Linked DNA regions of Mus musculus: region 1 is linked to region 2. Evidence: chromatin contacts called from public Hi-C data. All regions are on one chromosome and are shown on one strand. The core of a region is the stretch at or near the end of the contact, and the rest is flanking DNA. Distances in the headings are between cores, read along the strand shown.

Region 1 (6,789 bases), core at 2,727-5,226, 630 kb before region 2:
ATTATCTGTACACTCACAGAAAACAAACAAACAAACACTACACATATAAGACCTCATTACATGGATCCTATGAACTGTGAACTATGCAAATGAAAATTACATCATTCATTGGAGAGGGTACTTTTTCACAGTCTCCTAAATTAAAATATAAATCTAAGCAAAATCTCATGTGATTTACAGACACATTGCAAACTGGGATGCCCTGGCATGGATAATCTAGCCACAGCTTACTGAAATTTGATTGTATACACTCCATTAAGCAAGGCCTCAGGGACTCTCAGAAGTTGTTCTTGGTATTTCTTGCTACTCTCTTCTCTTCATTGCAAAGGCAACAGGGCAGCTAAAATATTCTAGCCACAAAGTAGCCTCCTGTAAATGATTAACTCAGCTATATTAAGTATCATTGTACATAAAGTTTCAGTGTAATTTTTATGGCAAGAAACAGAAAAGGCATATGTTTAGCCTTGCCATGGAAAGTGAATTTATGTTGTCTAGAGAAGTTTTACAGCTGCTTTATTTTAGGTATTGAACAATGTCTACACTTTCTCTGGCACTTTCTACAAAAGGTTTTTCAAACACTTTTCTCAGCTTTTTTAATATGTAAAAATTTAAATTAAGATAATGAGCAACAGGTCTTATATTGTTGCATATAGATAACTTTCCTGCAATTTCTTAAACATGAATTGTCATATTGTATGACAAATCCAGCAGGAGGCTGCCTGAAAATCTTGAAAGGTGAAGCTCGAGGCATCATATTAAGTGCCAGGAGCTCGCTGAAATTTCTAATCAGAGCTTGAGAAAGGGATTCTGACTCGCCTTAGAAACTGGCAATGGGCTTTCAGCAACAGGAAGAGGGAAACATGGTGGGTCGAAAAAGAGCTGAGCAGTGTGGGATGAAGTGATATGGTGTCATCTGGAGTCTGGTTTCAGACTGAAGCTGTACACACAGTGTTAAAGTTCCCCACGTAGCTCCAGTTAAATGAAGGGGACCTAGAGATGGTATCCCAATGACAGCAGTCATTGTCTGCATCTAGAATGTAAGTGCACCCTAAGCTGACCTAGCAGAGGTTACTTCTCTAGAATCTGAGGGTGCTGCAGTACTGAGCATTGTGGATGGGAGATGAGTGTTCCAGCCAGAACAAAAAAGAGATGTGTGGGTGACCAAGAAGTCTATATGGCATCAGCCAGGTATAGAGTATCTCCAAACTGTTCTTCGTGAGTAGAAAGCTCAGTATGACAGGATGGCCTCATACGTAGACAAACAAAAGAAACATATTTATATAGGGCATTTTCTCGCCTCATTTTTATTATTTAACCTGTATTCATTTTGTCCCTATAATATGCATAACTCAATTCTGGGTGTTCTATTTTTCTAAGAATTTCAGCACACAGTTCTTTACTCTAAGTTTTCTTATCTTGCTCAGAAACAGAGGTGAGTACAGGCAGTAATCTAAGATATAATACCAAGAAGCACACACGACTAGACAGAAAGATTAATATAAGGAAGGGGAAATTGTTCACATGAAATAAGTTATAAATGGTTCATGATAAGTCACCCTGAATAGTAGGTCGCCAGTTTGGGCAAGTGGAACTCAATTGCAATGTTGACTTTGAAGACAATACCCAGATCTATGCTGCCAGTCCTTGAACTTTGACATATGGGGATTATCTCTGGAGGGCCTTAACTCTACAGCAAATCCTGAATTCCCTTACAGTGAGTTGAGTACAGAATGACTCAGAGAGCCAAGATACAAGGCCATGCATGTTCCTTAAGGAGTTTTATCCCTAAGAAGTAAGATTCAGGATGGGGTTGCCATCCCACAGTCACATCTCTGACCCATAATTGTTTCTGTCTGAAAGAATTACAGGGATGGAAATGGAGAGGAACCTGAGGAAAGGAAGGTCCAGCGACAGGCCCAAAGAGAGATCCAGTTCAAGGGAAGATCCCAAGGCCTGACACTATTACTGATGCTATGAAGCACTCATAAAAAAAGGATCTATCAAAACTTCCCTCCAAAAGACCCAACAGGCAGCTGAAAGAGTCAGATATAGATATTTGCACTCAACCAATGGACAGAAGCAGCTGACCCCTGTTGCTGAATTAGGGAAGCCTGAAAGAAGCTGATGAGAAGGGTGATTCTATAAGAGGACCAGCAGTCTTAATTAATCTGGACCCCTGTGACCTTTAAACACTGGGCCACAAAACAGACAACATACACCAACTGGTATGAGGCCCCCAACACACATAGAATAGAGAACAGCAGGGTCTGTGTCCATTCAGAAATGATGCACCTAACCATCAAGAGACTGGATGCCTCAGGGAGTTTAGAGGTCAGATGAGGTGGAGGGTGGGGGCATCCTTGTGGAGACTGTGTGGGGAGGAGCTGTGGGATGTAGAGCAGTTGGAGGATGGATGGGGTGGGGAATGGAATATGGAGTGTAAAAAAAAATGAATTACAAATAAAATTCAATTTTAAAAAAGAAGAAGTAAGATTCAAATGTCGTGCATGAGTGGCTGCAACCTGATTGGGAGGGATGAAAGGTTGAGAAATGTGTTATTATTCCAAGTAGGAAGAAGAGAATTCGAAGTCAGTACTTCATGGAAAGGAATATTCTAAACATTAAAGTAAGTGGAGTTTGAGAAAGAAGGAATGGCAGACATGGGAGTGCACATCAGTAATCCTGAGGCTGAAGCAAAAGGACCAGGGGTTCAAGGTCAGCTGAGGATACACAGAAAAACCCTTCCGTAAGAAGAAAAAGAAAATGGAGAAGACCAAAAGTCATCATTAAAAGAAAATATAGCAAGATGTACAGCCCTGCCTAAATTTGACACATATTCATTATACGCCAACTCTACCCATTCCCTGATGGGTACTAAGCCTCTCGCTAGGCAGCACAATGATAACTCACCACCCGGGTCCTCCCACCTGAGTCAAGGTGGAACCTCCTGAAAAGCCTGTGATGGTTTGTTTTAAACATTACTTTAGTACAAGGTAGAATAACCTGGGAAATGGGGTCTCAATTGATGGATTATGTAGATGGACTGTGTGCAAGCATGTCTATAGGGAACTGTCTTGAAAGTTAACTGACCCTTCCCACTGTGGGCGGCACCATTCCTGAGGCTGAGGCTGCACTCTGAAGGGTAGAAGAGAGAAGCAGTAACTGAGTAAACAAGCAGACCACACAAGTAATTTTTTTTTTCTTTCAGCTTTACAGTATATATGATATGACTAACTGCTTAAGTTCTTACCTTAACTTCCTCTCAGTCTTGTATTGTAACCTGGGATTGTGTGTCAAATAAACTGCCCTCCCACAAATGTTTTTAATCAGAGTGTTTTATCACAGCAAGAGCAATGAAACTAGAACACTATCCTATAAAAAAAAAATTAATTTTCACTTTCTCTGTGTCTCTCAGTCTCTGTCTTTCTCTATCTCTGTATCTCTGTCTCTCTGTCTCTCTCTCTTTCTTTCTCTTTCTCTCTCTCTCTCTGTCTCTGTCTCTGTCTCTCTCGTGTGTGTGTGTATGTGTATGAATGTATTTAATGTGTTGGGTAGACTTACACAGGGCTGGGGGGGGTGGGGATGCTCACATATAGATCAGCTCACATGGAGGCCTGAAATTAACCTTGAGTGTTTTTTCTTGTATTGTCCATCTTGATTTTGAGGCACATTATTTTAGTGGCCAACTCAGCTAGTAGACTAGGTTATCTGACAGTGATTCCCAGAGACCCATGTGATTCCATTCCTCCAATGCTGTTATTACATATGTTTATGACCATGCTTGGCTTTTTAAGCATGAGTTCTTTGATCAAACTCATATCCTTGGGGTTGCATGCATACACTCTTGAAACTGAGCTATCTTTCTCAGCCCAATGTTTCCTTCTTTTTCTGACTATTAGGCAAGCAAACTGACTGACTCAAGACCAACCTGTGGGAGGCTGGACAAGCTCTCAACCAGAGTGGACTCTCCACAACTTAGATGGAATGAGACCCCTGAGCCAACTCTCAGGCAGCCAAGATTCTAGTCCATACTAGTAAGACATTTCGCAAGATATTTCACAAGCTTTGATTTCGAATGGATTTTTTTCTTTGTTCCTAAAGAAGACTGAGTTTGGGGAGGGTTAATGTCTTCTCCTATGCCCAGCTCAGAGAAAAACCCATGCCTCACTTATGGACCAAGAACTTTTCTGCTCTGCTATGTTGTCTTTTGCTGTTAAAGTAGTGTGGTTTAATTTCAGCCCTCTTACTTAATTTCTTTGCCCATTTTTAAGGCCCATAAAACAACATTCTTTTTCATTTGCTAGAAATTACCCACCACATATCTCTCTTAAGTAAACATCTAGTGGAAATTTTTCACCTCATGAATTTTCATAACACACCAAATTGAGTCACACCCTCTGTGTGTGGGGAAAACTCTCCTCTGGCACTCGTTTGCTTTCCACTAACAAAGTCAGTACTAGCCAACATTTATTATTAATGTTGCATGATACTTTCATGAAGAAGTAATACTTGTGAGGAAATAGATGTTCTAGTTGATAACAAAATAAATTGTGCCTGTGGGAAAACAGTCTACTCAGACTGAAAAGTGACTGCAAAGCTAAATGGATGGTGGCTTGCACACTCAGTGTCCACAGAGAAAGTAACTTCCAATGTATAAGTGACAATGACCCCCAGAACCTATTTAACTGTCTATACATGATGATAGAAGTGAGCAAGGTCTACTCATAGCCCTGTCTTTATAGGGACAACTGAACAGTGTACATCTGAAGCATCTAGCCTGAAAGGACCCACAGCATACACAATCAATATGATGAAAGGAAGGAGGTAAAGAGGGCATCAGCCAGGAAAATGGTGTAACAAATGTTCTAAGTGCAATAGTTACACATTTACCTGGCCCTAGATGAGAATTAAACCATCATTTAAAGGAGAGAAAATCACTCATAAAGGAGGGTGATGGAGCCATTTTTGGCTGTATGCCCAGGAGTGGTATAGCTGGGTCTTGAGTCAGAACTCACCCACATTTTCAGAGAAATGATGAAATTGATGTTCAAAGTGATTTTCCAAGTTTGCACTCAGAAATGGAGGAGTGTTCCCTTGGGTCCATACCCTCACCAGCATGTGTCTCTTGAGTTTTTGATTTAGACATGCTGGTGCATGTAAGGTGGAATTTCAAAATCATTTGATTTGCATTTTTTGATGACTAAGGATGTTAAACATTAATTCAAGTAACTCTTGTCCATTAGAGATTCTTTCATTGAGAATACTCTGTTTAGATCTGTAACACATTTTCAAATTGGTTTGTTGATGGCTAGTTTCTTGAGTTCTTTATATATTTTGGGTATCAGCCCTCTGTAATTTGTAGGGCTGGTGAAGATCTTTACCCATTCTATAGGCTTCCATTTTGTCCTTTTGATGGTGTTCGTTGTCATACAGAACCTTTTTAGTTTCTGTGATCTCATTTCTTAATTGTTGATCTTAGAACCTGAGTTATTCAGTTCATAAAGTTGTTTTCTGTACCAATGCATCCTAGGCTATTCTCCACTTTTTATGCTATTAGATTTAGTGTATCCAGCCTTACATTGAGGTCTTTGATCTACTGGGACTTGAGTTTTATGCAGGCTGGTAGATCTGGATCTATTTGCGTTCTTCTATATACAGAAACCCAGTTATCCAGCACCATTTGTTGAAGATGCTTTCTTTTTCCACTGTGTAGTTTTGGTTTCTTTGTTAAAAATAAAATGTCCATATATGTGGATTTGCTTCTGGATCTTCAATTCAATTTCATTGATCAGCCTGACTATTTTTAAGACAATGCCACGCAGTTTTTCTTACTATTTATCTGTAGTACAGTTTGAAATCACAGATGGTGATACCTCTAGAAGTTCTTTTATTGTTTTAACTATCCAAAGTTTTTGTTTTCTCATGTGAAGTTGAGCATTATTTTTTCAAGATTTATAAATAATTGTGTTGCAATTGTGCTAAGACGTACATTGAATCTGTAGATTGGTGCCGGTAAGACATTTGCTCAACTATGTTCATAGCATCTTTATTGGTAATAGGCAGAAATTAGAAACAACTTAGATAGATATTCCTTAACCAAAGAATGGATAGAGAAAATATGGTACATTTATACAATAAAATATTACTCAGCTATTAAATACAATGACATCATGAAATTTGAAAGCAATTGAATGGAACTAGACAATATCATCTTGAATGAGGTAACCCAGACCCCAAGGGATATTCATGGTATTTACTCATTTACAAGTGGATATTAGCCATAAAGTATTGAATAGCCATTTTACCATCCACAGACCCAAAGAAGCTAAGTAACAATAGTGCCCAAGGGAAAATGCTTGAATCTCCCTGAGAAGGGGAAATGGAATAAATATCAGTAGTGGATGAAGGGATGTGGCTAGATGGGGGAGCAAGTGGGGAAAACAGAAGGGATCAAGTGAAGGGAGGACAGAAGCAAAGAGTACTGGGAGAGAGAACTAAAATTAATGTAATGGGGGCACATCTCTGGGACAAGTTAGAAATCTATGGCAATGGAAACTCCTAGGAACTTATAAAGGTTACACTAGTATGACTCCAAGCAATGGAGGATATGGAACCTGAAATGGCTATTTTCTATAAGCCAAAAAGACTTCCAATGGAGGGACTGTGACACCAAACCAGTCACAAAACCTTAGACCCACAATTTGTCCTGCATACAGAATGTGAAGAGGTAATGATGGAATAGAAATTAAGGGAATTGCCAACCAATAACTAGAGACCCATGCCATGAGA
Region 2 (6,751 bases), core at 1,063-3,562:
ATGCAATTAAATGGGTAGATAAACACTGACCCTCTCATGTCTACTTCTATCTCTGCCTATATCTTTAAATTTTCTACCTATAACAATTGCAACTCAGAGATCTTTGTAAAAGTTTATGTCAGATTCCCCTCTTGGTTAAGCTCAGGGTTCGGCAAATCATAGCCCATGTGTCAAATCTAGCCTATAGCTTGCTTTTATTAATGAAGATTTATGGGAAGAGAGACCTCATTTGTTTATATACTACATGGAGTTATTCTGCACCATTGTGCAGGTGACTGGTCCCAGCAAAGTAACTGTACATCTATAAGGTCTTTCCCAGAAGATAAATGACTTACAGTTTAAACCCTCCCTTCTTGAGACTTTCAGTCTTGAGTCCTGGTAGGAAGAGTGGATGGAGTTGTCAATCTGAGTTGGTAAAAACTGTGCATTTTCATCATGACCAACCGGGAGATTAACATTTTTTGAATATACCAGTATCTTTACCTTTTATAAAATCAAGAATAAACACTATTTGAATCAAAGGAGAACTCATAAGACGCTCCAGAGAACTTATTTTTCTAAACCTTTATTTAAAAAAAAAATACAGTTTGAAAATCCTAAATAAAGGGTAAATATAAAAGTAAAAGAAGAATACAAATAAAGCTGGAAAGGTGAATGGAATTTAAAAAGTAAAAAATATTCAAAGATTTTTCATTTAAATATGCATAAACTATAATAAATTTTATCTACAAAAATTTCTAGGTCTTTGACCCCAAAAATTATTCTTTTATTTATTTTTTCCCAACCCAGAGTATTTTGATTAAAATTCTTTGAGACCTTGTTTTTAGAAGAAATCCCCAGACAAAAAGTTACTAATGTCTAGTTGATGATGTGAGAAAGTGTGTACAGAAATCTGCCAATACTGGGATACACAGCAAGTCTCACTGCTTACATGCACAGAAGCCAAGAGTTTTGAAAAATGAAAGTGCTTTATTGCAGGTTGGTCCATTGGGAAACAAGAGCAAACTCAAATCTGTCTCATGGATGAACTAGAAGCAAATGAAAAGATGTTTTCCTATCTTGCAGGAAGGAGAACTTCATAATGTTGGTTTGAATTGGGGATTTTCCATCCATAGAGTTGGTGTTAATTGGTAAATTTCCATTCTCAGTCATTCTGGTCCCTTCTGAAGCTTTTGATCCCATTCTCTGTTTCTGATTTAACTCTGCCAGGTCTGATATTTGCTTTCAGGCTCTGCTTGTTGGATTATTTTGTTCCTTCTTCAGATTCTCTTCATCCATGGAGATTTTTACTCCAATAAGCTCTCAAGGTCATATTGGGGGCATGTCCTTTGTCAACTAGTTGCCTCTAGTAAAGTGACCTCAGAGGACAAGAACAGCGAAGAGGTCTATTCTGAGCCATCAGAAATCACAGCAGTTGGAGGATGGGTAAAGCACCCAAGTGAAGGGCACCAAGAACTTCTACTATATGTACCAGTGTTTACTATATATACCAATGTTTACTATATATGCCAATGTTTACTATACGTACCAATGTTTGACAACTTAGAAGAAAGAAGTCCTCCAGCACAGGCTGCAATGTAGTTTAAAGTTGTTATTCGTGAAGCAAATATTTGATGTTGGAGGAATAAAGAAACTGTTTTTGCATAGTGCAACACCAGGCTTTCTAAGAAAGGAAGATGTACCCAAGTACAGTAGTTAAACTTTATCACAGAGGTATAAGCAAAAACATTGTGTCTCCAGACAACTAGTGCAACTGATCACATTCTTGGAGTATGTGAAAAACTAAAGCCACAAGAATCTGATATCACTGATTCAAAGTTCAAGGCTAACATAAAAGGATGGTGTCATGGTTTAAAGCAATATTTTGAAAGAAAAGCACGTATTTTTTAAAAACTTATAGATGTACATTTTACAGTATATATAGCCTTAACGTTTCAGGAAATATGGTACCAGACAATAACATATTTGTTTTAAGGAGAAATTATATTGAAAACCACCTGACAAATCAAGAAACGTAGATGATAAATCCACCAGGAACACGTCATATTTTATGCTACTGAGAGCTCAGTAGAATCCTGGGAGAGGCTTGAGAGTAGACCGGACTTTAAATAACTCCAAGGGGGAAACAGGAAAGCAGGGGCCTGATTTTAGATCGGATTTTGTCAGGATATTGGGATACATTTATCTAGGAGTTAGAAAGATTAACCTGAACTAGGCCATAGTTGGAAAAGAACAGTGACTCACAGATGTGAGAGGGGGTGGCTTAGTCATTGTCATTGTGCTTAGGCAGTACTGTAGCACTTAGTCACTGTCTTGGTGCAGAAGTGGCCTGGGCTCTGTCTTTTTCTGGATGTAATGGTGACGTGGCCTCTGGTGAGCACTATTTACTTTCAGGTGGCACCAGCAAGGCCAGCTGCCGTAAAGTATGTACGCAATTCACCCGACTGGAAGTTGAAAGTTAAAGGCCTAAGTTGTGTCTCGGTGTGTGGGAATTTGTTCAGTTTTTATAACCTCTCTGAACTTCAGCTTCCTTGACTATGAAACAGATCTAGTAACACATACTTAAAATGATGAGTGAGAGCATAAAGCTGGAATTAGGGACGTAACATGGCAAGCATTCAGAAACATGTTGATTCACTTCTCTGACGGGACAGGGGGTGGGGGACAGGCTGCTGAAGCATCCTGGGCCTCGCTTGATCAGGAGCTGGCTGTGTGGGAACAAAAGTGATTTGTGCTCCTAGATGTTTCTGCGATGGCCAAGCAAATTCCCAAGCAGAATAGTTATGAGGATTCACACAGCTGGAATTGGGAGTCTCCAGATACATCTGAGGTCCTGCTCTTCCCAAAGTAGAGTCGGAGCCAAACATTCCTGGCAAGTGATTTGTTACAGAAGAGTTCCCTGGAGAGATCTGCAGAGGATTGTGGGAATTAGTCTAGGGAGGGGAAGAATGTTATTCGACGCGTTCTCACGACCGGCCAGGAAGAACACCACAGACCAGAATCTTCTGCGGCAAAGCTTTATTCTTACATCTTCAGGAAAAGAGAGCAAGAAGCAAGAGAGAGGGAAAAGCAAGAGAGCGAAAAAGCAAGAGAGAGAGAAAACGAAAACCCCGTCCCTCTTAAGGAGCATTCTCCTTCGCCTCGGACGTGTCACTCCTTGATTGGCTGCAGCCCATCGGCCGAGTTGACGTCACGGGGAAGGCAGAGCACAAGTAGTCATAAGATACCCTTGGCACATGCGCAGATTATTTGTTTACCACTTAGAACACAGGATGTCAGCGCCATCTTGTAACGGCGAATGTGGGGGCGGCTCCCAACATCTCCCCCTTTTTCTTTTAATAAGAGCAAATAGGCCACCCATATTAATGAGAGTGGAGATAGAGGTCAAATCCCCAGTGTGTAGGTAAAGGAGCCATGTACAGGATTAGCTCTTAGGCTCACAGGCTTTTACCCAGAGCAACCCTGACCTGCTCCCGTGTCGTTTTGCCTGGGGGAAGGGAACTAGGACACTGAACCTTCATGAAAGATGACATGTCTCCCTAGAATAGGCTCATATATGCCGCAGAGCCTTTCCATTGCAGTGCTTAGCCTTGCAACTCTCTCGGGCTGCTGAAGCACACTCACTCTATCTCGTGCAATGAGACTAGCCTCGTGAGATATAAGAGCTGAGTGGCCAGCGACCTATTGCCTAAGCATAGATATATCAGGGGAAGCTCCATGTTCTAGTCCTGCAAGCGCCTGGGCAATAACCACCTTGTCTCTCCTAGTTTAGGCCCTAAGCTTACAGACCAATCAAAGAAGCAACACCAATCCACAGCAAAGTGTATCTCCAAATAATATTAATCCCACCCATTTTTTAAAGAAAGAAAATGCTGAGGAGATCCAATTGGGTAATCCTTTGGTCAGGGACAGGTCCAAGCGCGTGGAGTTGACCTGAATGATGGCAAGCCTCGAAGGGTCTGTTCAAATTCAGCCATCCAATTCTGTAACATATACTGAAAAAGACTTTTTGACAAATTAGCTGCCCTAGTAAATTTAACATACTGAATGGAAATAACACACAATCCCGGAAACTTTTGTTCACATCCCTGCTGAGTTATTTGTCATAATACATCTAGTTGTATCTGGACAAGATCTATGAGTTGATTAACCAGCATGAGACCTCTCTGTATCTTGACATTAACTGAGGCCTGTTCATCTATGACTGTAGTCACTGAGGCTGACAAAGTGTTAATGGTGTCAGTCATCTGGACCTGTCCAGACAGAGCCAAGGCTGTCTGAATTAAGGCCAAACCCAGTTCCTAGTTAGTGGTAAAAAAGCAGGAGAATACTTGAGCATTATACATCACCGTCATTGGGAGTGGAAATGTCGACATTATCCCCCAACGCTGCTCTCTCTTTATTATTGACGCCCTGGACATCACCAAGACGAGGGACATTAGTATTCCCTTGGTCAGTCTGGATTTTTCGGGTGAGTCTTTCTGGTACCCAAAATGGGTTGTCTTCATTCTGTGGGAAAACACAGATAGCTCCCCTGGATCTTATCAAGATAGGATCCGGGCCATACCATTTATTATCAAGGACATTTTTCCATTTAACCATCTCATTGGGCCTATCTGGCTCTGAACAATGACGTTCAGCCGCAGTATGGCCATGAGCATCAATATTTAAAAAATTGAGTGTAAAGAGTGCCAAAGACACCGACACTCTTGGTGCTCGGGGTACAGTCTCCTCAAAAGTTCCCCTCTTCTGTTTTATAAGATAGGCTTTGAGGGTGCGATGCGCACGCTCAACAATACCCTGTCCTTGAGGGTTGTATGGAAGTCCAGTCAGGTGGGTTACGTCCATCTGACGGCAGAACTGCTGAAATTTTTGAGACGTATAAGCTGGTCCATTATCAGTCTTAAGGAGTCTGGGTTTCCCCCAAGCACTCCATGCCTCAAGACAATGTTGAATCACATGTGAGGCTTTTTCTCCAGTTAACGGAGAAGCAAACATGATGCCAGAACATGTGTCAATGGACACATGGAGATATTGAAGTTTTCCAAAGGAAGAAACATGTGTAACATCCATTTGCCAGACCTGTAGAGGTCGAATACCGCGTGGGTTAATTCCCACATGAGGAACTGGCAAGAACTCACAGCAGCTTTGACATTGAGTAACAATGTCACGGGCTTCTTTTCTTGTCAAGGAGAAACGACTGCGTAATGTTTCAGCCGTCACATGAAAATTATTATGAAAATTTCTTGCAGCCTCTACCGGGGATGATAGGGCAGCAGCCACCACTTTAGTGGCCTTATCTGCCAAATCATTTCCCAGAGCCATGGGGCCAGGTAGGCCTGAATGGGCTCTAACATGAGTAATATAAACAGGAGATCTTCTAGATAACAAAACTAATTGTATCTGCTGAAAAATATTGGCAACTCTACTGGAAGGCTTAATCACTCCAGCCACTTCTAAAAGATTTACTGCATTTACCACATAACAGGAATCTGACACAATATTAAGGGGTTCTAAAAAGGTTTTTAAAACTTCTAAGACCACTAAACATTCTACCACTTGAGGTGAATTTTCATTATATTGTTTGGATACCACTTTACCATTAGCCACATAGGCACCTATGCCAGTTTTTGATCCATCAGTATATACCACAATCCCATTTTTAAGTGGGTTTCTTACTGTTATTTGTGGAAACACAACAGATTGATTTTGGGCAAACTGTAAGATTGGATGCTTTGGATAATGGTTATCTATTTTTCCTGAAAAGGAGGTAACTAAAACTGCCCAATCATTAGATGCGGCTGCCAAGGTTTGAACCTGTGCAGCGGTATAAGGTACAATTAAAAGATATGGACTTTGCCCAAAGTGGGTGATTGCTGCTTTTAGGCCTTTAAGGGCAAGCTGTGCAATTGCATCAGGATACCAATCTATTATTTTAGCTGGGGATACGTTTGGATGGATCCACAACAATGGCCCATTCTGCCACAAAACTGCAGTTGGCAATTGTGCTGTCTTAAAGACACACAAACTGAAAGGCTGCGAATCCCCAATACGTTGCAATTGTGCATTCTGTAAGGCTTTTTCCACCCTTTGTAAGGCCTGGTTAGCAGCTAGAGCAAGAGTCCTAGGGGAGGAGATATGAGGATCTCCTTCTAAAATACTAAACAAAGGCCTTAATTCAGCAGAAGGAATCTTTAAAAAGGGTCTGAGCCAATTAATATCTCCCAACAGCTTTTGAAAATCATTTAAGGTATGGAGGTGATCTCTTCTTATCTCTACCTTTTGGGGCACAATCTTATCTGGGGACACCACAGAGCCCAAGAATTGTCCTGTATCAGAAATTTGGACCTTTTCTGTGGCTATCTGTAAACCCCACTGACTTAAAGTTTTAAGTAGAAAAGGATATGCCTTTTGTAGCATGGTAAGGTCTTTATGGCACAGGAGGATGTCATCCATGTAAAGGAGCAAAATTAAAGAGGGGAATTGTTCCCTCACTGGCAAAAGAGCTTTTTGCACATAAAGCTGGCACATTGTAGGACTATTGGACATCCCCTGTGGTAAGACCCTCCATTGACACCTCTTATCAGGTTTAGCAGAATAAGCTCTCTGACCCGTTAACAAGTCAAAAGTCCAATCTCTCTGCTCTGGAGTTAAAGCAGCAGCGTTTGCTCGGTCCTGCGCCTGTGCCGCCTCCTGCCACAGAGCTCGCCATTCCACATATTTGGCCATACTAGGGAGAGCGGCTTTTGCA

What was found. Hi-C and Micro-C count contacts between places; a contact is called where the count stands out from the background.
Region 1: a contact with region 2 is called in a Hi-C map of adipose-derived mesenchymal stem cells, with 2.8 times the contacts expected there. The contact joins two enhancer-like sites.

Annotation. Positions count from the first base shown.
Region 1 is chr2:138,673,073-138,679,861 of GRCm38.p6, reverse strand. All of the region lies in intron 5 of Gm14061 (a long non-coding RNA gene), which reads right to left. Among named protein-coding and RNA genes, the nearest start is that of Gm14061, 95 kb to the right of the region's middle. Within about 2 kb of position 3,976, at least 14 of the 459 cell types and tissues checked have an H3K27ac peak or open chromatin away from gene starts, as enhancers often do. A contact at or near this core is called in adipose-derived mesenchymal stem cells, where this site is marked.
Region 2 is chr2:138,036,487-138,043,237 of GRCm38.p6, reverse strand. No RefSeq gene overlaps it. Among named protein-coding and RNA genes, the nearest start is that of Gm14062, 160 kb to the right of the region's middle. Within about 2 kb of position 2,312, at least 52 of the 459 cell types and tissues checked have an H3K27ac peak or open chromatin away from gene starts, as enhancers often do. A contact at or near this core is called in adipose-derived mesenchymal stem cells, where this site is marked.